Regions from separate parts of the Mus musculus genome. Here regions 1 and 2 are each linked to region 3. The links are chromatin contacts, called in public Hi-C maps. All regions are on one chromosome and are shown on one strand. The core of a region is the stretch at or near the end of the contact, and the rest is flanking DNA. Distances in the headings are between cores, read along the strand shown. Region 1 overlaps Cmip (c-Maf inducing protein). Region 2 overlaps Cmip (c-Maf inducing protein). Region 3 overlaps Pkd1l2 (polycystic kidney disease 1 like 2).

Evidence for each region. Hi-C and Micro-C count contacts between places; a contact is called where the count stands out from the background.
Region 1: a contact with region 3 is called in a Hi-C map of the N1E-115 cell line, with 3 times the contacts expected there. The contact joins two enhancer-like sites. A contact is called at or near these places in 2 of 39 promoter capture datasets (3T3-L1-derived adipocytes and the HPC-7 cell line), 7 of 484 Hi-C or Micro-C datasets (the HL-1 cell line, the N1E-115 cell line, adipose-derived mesenchymal stem cells and 4 more) and 1 of 115 datasets of contacts at active chromatin or transcription factors (pancreatic cancer cells).
Region 2: a contact with region 3 is called in a Hi-C map of the N1E-115 cell line, with 2.4 times the contacts expected there. The contact joins two enhancer-like sites. A contact is called at or near these places in 3 of 39 promoter capture datasets (the 3T3-L1 cell line, the HPC-7 cell line and hippocampal neurons), 1 of 484 Hi-C or Micro-C datasets (the N1E-115 cell line) and 2 of 115 datasets of contacts at active chromatin or transcription factors (effector CD8 T cells and pancreatic cancer cells).

What each region holds. Positions count from the first base shown.
Region 1 is chr8:117,370,855-117,373,613 of GRCm38.p6, reverse strand. The region is part of intron 1 of Cmip (c-Maf inducing protein); the gene reads right to left. Among named protein-coding and RNA genes, the nearest start is that of Gm39260, 51 kb to the left of the region's middle. Within about 2 kb of position 1,288, at least 118 of the 459 cell types and tissues checked have an H3K27ac peak or open chromatin away from gene starts, as enhancers often do. A contact at or near this core is called in the HPC-7 cell line and the N1E-115 cell line, where this site is marked.
Region 2 is chr8:117,334,289-117,337,247 of GRCm38.p6, reverse strand. All of the region lies in intron 1 of Cmip (c-Maf inducing protein), which reads right to left. Among named protein-coding and RNA genes, the nearest start is that of Gm51554, 21 kb to the right of the region's middle. Within about 2 kb of position 1,602, at least 119 of the 459 cell types and tissues checked have an H3K27ac peak or open chromatin away from gene starts, as enhancers often do. A contact at or near this core is called in the N1E-115 cell line, where this site is marked.
Region 3 is chr8:117,065,544-117,068,558 of GRCm38.p6, reverse strand. Pkd1l2 (polycystic kidney disease 1 like 2) reads left to right here. Exons shown (of 43, transcript NM_029686.4): 6 at 246-475; 7 at 2,643-3,015. Among named protein-coding and RNA genes, the nearest start is that of Pkd1l2, 15 kb to the left of the region's middle. Within about 2 kb of position 1,423, at least 24 of the 459 cell types and tissues checked have an H3K27ac peak or open chromatin away from gene starts, as enhancers often do. A contact at or near this core is called in the HPC-7 cell line and the N1E-115 cell line, where this site is marked.

The DNA.
Region 1 (2,759 bases), core at 39-2,538, 310 kb before region 3:
GGAGTCACAGATGTGTATTGCCATGCCTGGCCTTTACATGAATGCTGGGGATTCGAACCTGTGTCTTTATGCTTGTAAAACAAGGTCTCTTACACTGCACCCATCTCTCAGGCTCTCCTGACTATTCTTAACTGGAACTTGTATTACTCTTTATCTACTGTGCACATATGTGTATGTACACACACACACACACACACACACACACACACACACACACACACAGTTTATATGTTGCAATCCACTTGTGGGAGTCAGTTCTCTCCTTCCACCCAGGGATCACGCTCAGGTCGTCAAGCCTGCTGCCTTTATGTCAGGCTTGCTGACTTTACCCTGTGAGTCATCTCAACGGCCCTAAACTTTTTTTTCCCTGAGTCCCAAATCAAAGAATGTGCTTGCGCTGTACCTACGAGCATCCACTCGGGAGTTTCTCTCTGCTCCCGCCGGTCTGCTTTGCATGAGCGATAAACAACTCCGAGGTGAACATCCCTGTGAAGCCTGTTTTTCTAGCCTATATTTAGGATTATTTCTTTAGGCCAGATTCCCAGAAATGGAATTACTGGGACAAAGGGTTAGAGCGTGTTTTCTGCTGTTGCCAAATTACTCTCATTAGAGAGATATTAAGGAGTCCTGGGAGCCCTGGCCAGGAATGAGGGACCCACTGCTGCCTCAGCTGGGCGCTACTTTCTGGCCACGTTCTAACAAGATGGCTTTGGCACTAGGGTTTCTGAACTAAGCACCATGTTGGGTCAGCATGTGTTGGGTACTAAGGATACAGACATCCAGCACCCAAGGTCCTGGCTCTTGGGGTACAGCCTTCTGGGACACTATGAGTTGTGCATTGGGGACACTGCCTTCTCATGGGAGGTGGGGACAAATCTCAGAGCCGTGGCGGTGTTCTGCTATGGAACTAATATGGGCTCGTGTAAGAGGGCCTGCTATTAAAAAAAAAAAAAAAAACCCGCCCTCTAGAATTCTGTGATAAGCCTGGCTCAAACGCATCCAAGACCTAAATGGGAGACAGAGCAGGTGGCTGGGGGGGTCCCTCGCCAGTGTTCCCCCTTCCCAAACCCCAAGACCTTCAGAGCTAATGTTTCCATTAATTATCTGCTTTCACAGGCTTCTCATCCAGTGGGGTGCTCATCCAACATCCTTCACCATCCTGTCTTTCAGAGATCAGCTCTGCCGCCCGCCCCAGCCAATCGCCGGTTTCCATGGTGATGAGCACATGACTCATGAGTCTTCAGCCCCCAGGACGAGGCTCTAGGCTGACTCAAGACATACATTCCAGTGGGATGGGGGGCTCCCACACCCCAAAAGGAAAAGCCTATCTGGAAAGTCCCTCTCTCTATCAGCCACTCCAGACTGGAGCCGCCGCTAAGTGCCGCAGCAGAAGCCTCATAGAGGCCTGGGTTGTAAGCAGCAGGCTGGTTGTCACTCCGGCAGCTGAGTGGAACTTGAGTCATCCCAGTCGCAGAGCAGGGTCCTTTGGCGCCATCGTGCTGGCACCTGGCACAGCAGTAGGATGCTCTGGTCTGGTCTCCAGGAGCGATGGATGGATGATGCCACATGATCTGACAGGAAGCCCCTTCCAGCGCAGGACAGTACCACATCTGTGTTCTCAATGGTCGTTCTGCCAGGGACTAGTACCCATCATGCCAAGAAGCCAACACCTGACGGGGAAACGCCCTCACCTGCCCATCACATTCTACCTGTGTGAATCTGCCTATTCAGAACACTGCTACACAGGCTCAGAGTGGAGGCCCTGCCTCACCTCTGTTGGTGGCTGAATGTGCCCCACTGTGTAGACCATCTACATGCTCTACCTACTCATGGCCACTTGGACCTCCTATTCTCCCATCATTGTGAAAAGCCTTTGTCCTATTATCTTTCCAATGGGGTGACAGGAAGATACCCACGTCACAAACACAGTCGCCACTCATCGGATCCCACTCTATCAGACCTTATGCCCAAAGCTCCACCCACCCCACCAAAACCCACCCACCACAAGCCCCACCCTCACCAAGCATATCCCCCCAACACACACCCCACACACTCTAGTTCCATAGACCACTCTAGCCCCAGCTCAGGGCTTGACTTCACTCAACCACACTGCAAGCAAGGGAGCTGTAGTCACCCTGAGGAAATGGAGAGAGAGGATATGACGGGTCACAGGCTTCTTCCTGCTTCCCACCATGACCCAATCTCACAACCACAAACAGAGAGAGACCTGGACAGTCCAGGGCAGTGCGCACCGTGCAGAATGGGGCTAAGGCCAGCAGGATGGGGGGGGGGGGTCTGGTCTCCCACTGCTGCACAGCTGCGGAGTCCCCGCCCACCTAGAACAGCAGCTGCGCTACAGTTGGACCCCTGGCTTAAAAAAACAAAACAAAAACAAAAACCTGCAACGCAGGGGGGCCTGAAGGGCAGGGCCATCCCAGGACTCCATGAGGACTGTGATGAGGCATACAGGGGGCTCATTAATCAAGAAGCCAGCCTCGGCAGCTGCCCCCTTTTATGGCTAAATGCCTCAAGAAGTTTAGTAACAGAGCCAAGGCTAGCTATTTCCATATCCCGACCCTTCCAAGACCCATCTTCTCTGCGGGCATGGGAAGGGTGGGAATTTGGTCCCTGGGCCTGGCACTTTGGCATCTGTCCCAATAAGGTGCCTTTGCTACTGAAACGGTTGATGAGGGGCTCAAAGATGTCTCCAAGTCAGCTCCGTTCTACCCAGAATCTGCAGACATGTCTAAGAACAGTAA
Region 2 (2,959 bases), core at 353-2,852, 270 kb before region 3:
CCTATAATCTCAGCACTGAGGCAGGGGAATCATGAGTTCAAGGCCAGCCTGAACAGTGAAGCTGTCTCAGAGAAAGACTGAGAGAGCGATCAATTCTATAGTATGTGTATTTTTACCACCATTTTATAAAAGCAATAAACATAAAGTCTAAAGGAACATTCAACTCTCAGACCCCAGTGCTTGTATCCTGGAACTCACTCTGTAGACCAGGCTGGCCTCAAACTCAGAGCCTCTGCCTCCCAAGTGCTGGGATTACAGGCATGCGCCACCACTGCCCAGCCAAGTATTTCTTTTTAAAATAGAAATAGCATTCCATAAGGAATAAGAAACACCAAGAAGTAACCCAGGGACTGGCTAGGTTGGCCAGGACACACAGCCAACAGGGAGAGGCACAACAGGTAACAGGGAGAGCCACTCCATCTAGCTGTGTGACCTCAGGCAAGTGACTTGACCCCTCTATTCCTTCATGTTTCATATGAAAGAATTCAACTAAAAAATACTGTGAATGCGGAATAAGCAAAATAGCACAGTGTCAAAGCAAGGCCAGTGAGTCCTGGGCAATAACAGTCCCCGGGAGTCCTGGAAGAACTGTAGAGGACAGAGAGTAGCGATGGCCCAAAGCTGCAGAGAAACAGAAAATAGGAGTGACTCAAGTTAACTGGGGGGGTGCCTCGCTCCTTACAGCAAAACAGCTCTAGATTAACATCGGCCAAATCCCCCTTTTTAAGAACAAGTAATGCTTGCTTGACCTTAAAACTTGGAGGAGTTGGAGCTAGAGAGATTGGCTCTTGCAAAAGGTTCCGGGTTAAGGACCCAGCACCTACACAGCAGCTCACAACCATCTTCAACTCCAGTTCCCAGAAGTCTGATGCCCTCTTCTGGTCTCTGCAAGCACCGAATGTACATGGTACGTGGACGTACACTCAGGCGGCACACATATATACTCAAACCATTTCTAATTAGAACAATTTTCTAAGCCACTAATTAACTAATTAAGACACACAAGCCTCTGACAACTGGGAAAAAATGTAAAACTTCTCTACATATAAATATTTTTAAACAAAAATCAAGAAGCTTAGAAAGAGAGAGAGAGAGAGACAGACAGACAGACATTGCTTGATAGGAAGAAGAGCTGAAAGGGATCAGCAGGGCAGGTGGCTCAGTTAATAAAATGTCTACCAACAAAGCATGAGGACACAGGTTCAAATCCCCAGCAACCACAAAAAAGCTGGGCAGGGCAGTACATGACTGCATCCTGGTGACAGAAGTAGTAAATAAGAGTCTTGGGGCTTGCTGAGCAGCCGGCCAAACTGGTGAGCTCTAGGTTCAATGAGAGACCCTGTCTAAAAATGGAATAAAAGTAGAGATGTACGCACACACCAACGGGTTCTCTACTTAAAAAGACAGCCTAGCCAAGTGCTTTTCAACAAAGACACCCATACAATTCAAAAAACAACAACAAAGAATTGCAGAGATTCTGCACTTCTGGTGAGAACACCAAGGACCGTCCCACACTCGTCAGAATGACCAAGCAGGCACAGCCTTATTCTCACAGCCAGCCTGGCAAGGGTACATTCCTGAAAGGCCTGGCCAGGAGACACAGCCTGGCCACAGACTGCCTGGGACGTGCCCAGGTGCAGGAAGCCAGACTCAGACATGTGGCCGCAGACTAGAGAAACGCCCCTTCTTATCCACAAAGGGGACAGTGGAGGCTAGCAGCCACGGGGTACCTCTCCTACTTTGTCGGGAGTTGGGGTGGGGGAGCAGGAGGCAAGATGAAAAGATGCCACCCCAGCCCACCCCGTGTCCCAGTCTCCCAGTGACAGACAGAGACGGGGATGGGAAGACCTCTGCCCTCCGCCTCCTTCAGGCTAGCGCCCTCCTCGCTGTCTTGCACAGACATGCCCCACTCTGTGTGCTCTGGAGCCTCCACACAGAAACTGTAGGGTGACATCAGTAAGAACAGTCAGGCACTCGGTGGCCGCCTGTACTCAGCAGGCAGACTTCAACAAGCCCAGCCCGCAGAGCTCTGGGGATTCAGTTGTTCACAGTGCAGCTATTCAATGAGCACCTAATGTGTGTCATCTGGGGTGGGGGGTGGGGAGGACACGGATGACAAGCAAAAAAACCCCAGCTTTCCTAGTGGGAGGAGACAGGGACAAAATAAAAACACCAGGCCTGTTCACTTCCGATAAGTGCTAAGGCAGGAAACAAGAAATAAATGGAAGAGGCGGGGAGGGCCAACCTCTCAGATGGTTGGGACATAAAGGTCTAAGAAGAGAGCAAAGGAGGCTCAGAAGAGACAGAGAGGCCTTACGGCCGGGGAAGGGGGGCGATGAGGGGAGGGCAGTGTGTTTGGAATCATTACTGCAAGCAAGAGAGGTGAGTTCTGCTTGTCACTGGTAGGCGACACATGGTGCCAAGGTCTCACAGTTAATCATTGAAAGACTGGCTAGGCAGGGTGAGAAAGGGTACGGGCAGACATACCCTATACTCATCCGCAGTGCCCCTGTGGGATGCCTTCATCCTGTCTGGAGGATGGTTGCCAGCCCCTGTCCCCAAGACACCTGGCTGGAAGCCCCCCACTGGCACATGGCTCAGCAGTGGGCTTTCTCCGCTGGTTTCCCCTCCCTAGCTCCACAGAGCCTCTCTGTACCTTGCGGGACAGAGTGGAGGGCAGCTGGCCCCAGTCCCTGGGGAGGCTCACAGCTATTAGCAGGACTTAAAGAGACCTAAAGGGTTACAAACAAGCTAGCCATCTACTGGTTCAATTTATTGGCCTGGCAGAAGAGGTCATTCAGGAAATATTTTCAAATCAGTGATGACCAGTATTCTAGGAGACAGCTGTGTGTGTGTGTGTGTGTGTGTGTGTGTGTGTGTGTGTGTGTAAAAGCCTTATGTTGACATAAGCACACACGTGAGCATGGCTTTCTACCCAAGTCCAAAGGTGAACTGTTTT
Region 3 (3,015 bases), core at 174-2,673:
GAGGATGATCTTGAACTTCTAATCTTCTGCCTCCTCCTGCCGGGTGCTGGGACCACAGATAGGCGTCGTCGCACCCAGTTAACGGAGGGCTGGAGATCAAATTCCAAACAGCATCCATGCTAGACAAGACCGCTCCCCACTGTGCTACATGCGGTCCCGCCCCCGCCCCTGCCATCTTGCCTTTGCAGAGCACGAGAGTTGTGAACTCATGTATGATTGTTGAACCCCCGCTCTCCCTCCCACAGTGTGTCCAGCAACGTGACCCACCAGTTCAGCTCTCCTGGGGAGTTCACAGTGTTTGCTGAGTGTACGACCAGTGAGTGGCACGTGACTGCTCAGAAGCAAGTGATCCTTTGCGAGAAGGTGGAGACGCCTCGTATCACTGGGTGCACTGGCCTGGCTGGAGCTGGAGTCGGCCTTCTCTGTCAGGCTGTCTTTGGGGAACCCCTGTGGGTTCAGGTGGATCTGGATGGAGGTGAGTCTGCAGGATGGAGCAGGTGGAGGCACGTGGTGGGATTTGCCTCTCCCAAATCTATCCAGCTAACCTGAGGCTTTAGCGTCTTAGCTACCTTGTGTTCATTTTTTTAAACACCCGTGGCATCTTCAGGGCTCTAAGTGCTTGACCTGTGATGGCACACTCAGGATAGACTCCACGTTAATCCACCCCAAGCTAGGTTAGTGAGCCGGCGAGAACCCTCACCTTCCCAAGGCTCTTTCTGCAAGTCCACAATCTATATCTGAAACACCGGCTCTCCATACCACTTCTCTGGGCGGCGGGGGGGGTGGGGGGTGGGGGGTGGAGGGGTGGGTTTCAATAGGAAGGGGTGGGACTGGGAGGGGCTGACCACTTGCGTGGCGCCATCCTGTAGCCATGAAACCTGACAATCAGCGGTTCACACATGGATACAAGCCTATCCACAGTTCTGGCGAGGGTACACTCTGATTGGACACAGTGTCTTCCACTTAAGCCAGAGGCCATTCTGATTGGTTCCTGCATCTACCTTGATTAGCCAAGGCTTCTACGCTGATTGGTTACAGCTTCCGCTCTAATTTATTACAGAGATCACTCTAACTGTGCCCACCGATCCATTACTCCTTGGCACATCCATCCCAGGGCTTGGATTGTTCCCATCGATATTTTAAGTAGCACCGTTTTTGCCCACAGAGACACCCCTGCCTTATCCACAGCAATCTTTCCCCACAAAGCATAGTCCAGTTAGAGTGCTTAATGGAGACCTTTTGACATAAATTATGCAGTGCAGAGCTAGGGTGATGGTGATGGTGGTGTGGGGGATGTTGGTGGTGATGGCGTAATGATGATGGTGATGGTGGTGATGATGGTGATGATGATGGTGGTAATCATCAAATGAGGAAGGATCTGACTCAGTATGACATCTTTCACTCGGTCGTCTTAATGGGGATGTGATGGGGCTCTGACACGGCACTCGTGAGCTTCCTTCCTGTTCCTGTGTGCCTGCTGCCTAACAGGGGCTGGTATGTGCACCCGGGGTAAAGTAAAAAAAATCTTTTGTTGATTTATTTAGTCTTCCTACAAATGTAATTGTGTGTCAGCTCTGCCAGGCGTGGGGAAGGTGGGGATACACATGAAAGCAAAGGGCCCTGCTCCTGTAGGGCTTTGGGCTGTCACCATTATCACCAAATGATTATCATCACCATCATCAACACCACTATCTTCATCATCATCACCACCACCACCACCACCAGTATGTCCTCTTCTCCTCCTCCTCTTCCTCCCCCTATTTTTCCCCCTTTATCCAAACAAGAAATGTATTTGGCATGGCTTCTACTGGGAAGAATATCATCTGGTTACACACACATATTTTCAACCCACTATAATATTTGGCATCCAGCTAGGACGGCAATCTGCAGCCTGCAAGGGAGGCGCCACTTTGTGGGGAACAGGCTGAGTTTTATAGAGATTTGCCTGTCCTAGGTCATCAGTGGATGTTGGAGGAAACACCTTCACCTATTTTGGCTGAAAACAACTCTTGAAGTTCATTCTCCTGCTTTCCTGCTTCACAACTCTTGTGCACCCCCCCCCATGCCTCTTTTTCAGTTTCTTACTGAAGGGGGGGTGTCCCTATCATCAGGATGTTCTAAGCATTTGCTACAAACTTCTGGTTTCAAGGGCATAAACAAATAACAACGGGGCTGCAGCTGCAGCTGTTGGAAGAGTACTTGCCGTTCAAGAAACCCTGGGTTTGGTCTCCAGACTGAACACAGTGGTGCTGGCCTGTAATACTGATTCTTGAGAGGTTCAGAGAGGAAAATTAAAAGTTCAAGGCCAGCCTCTGCTACATAGTGAATGAAGTCAAGGACAGCCTGGGCTACTTTAGACCCTATCTCAAAAACAAACAAACAAACAAACAAACAAACAATTTAAAAAATGATCAGAGAGGATCCAGAAAGTTTAAAAAAAAATCACTTACTAAACCGATCTCAAAAATAGTTAAAAATTAGTTACAGTTAGCATTTAGCACAGTGGTTTATCCTCATGTATTTCTTTGGACCCATATCTATGTCTACTGCTGAATTTGACATTAGAACTCAGCCTGAACTATCTTAGAATGCTAGCTGCACCGTTGATAATAGCTTTTCTAAATTTCCCTTACTCTCGCTAGGAGCCGGGGCGACTTATGCTGTGCTTTCGCATAACAGAACTCTGGCTGAGTTCACCGCCCAGAGGGGCTCGCAGCTTTACAATCTGACCTTGGACAGAGACATCCAGGAGATGCTGGGCCCTGGGAGGCACCACCTAAAGATCCAAGCTGTCAGCAATGAAGGCACCGGCACTGCCTCCGCCCCCTCTGGAAACTTCACTGTGTACTTTGTAGAGCCGCTGTCGGGGCTGCGGGCCTCCTGGGCTTCTGACCGTGTGGAGCTTGGGTGGGACTTGGTGGTCAATGTCTCAGTGGCTCGTGGCACCCTGGAGGAGCTGACCTTCGAGGTGGCGGGACTCAACGCGAACTTCTCCCAGGAGGAAGAGAGTGTTGG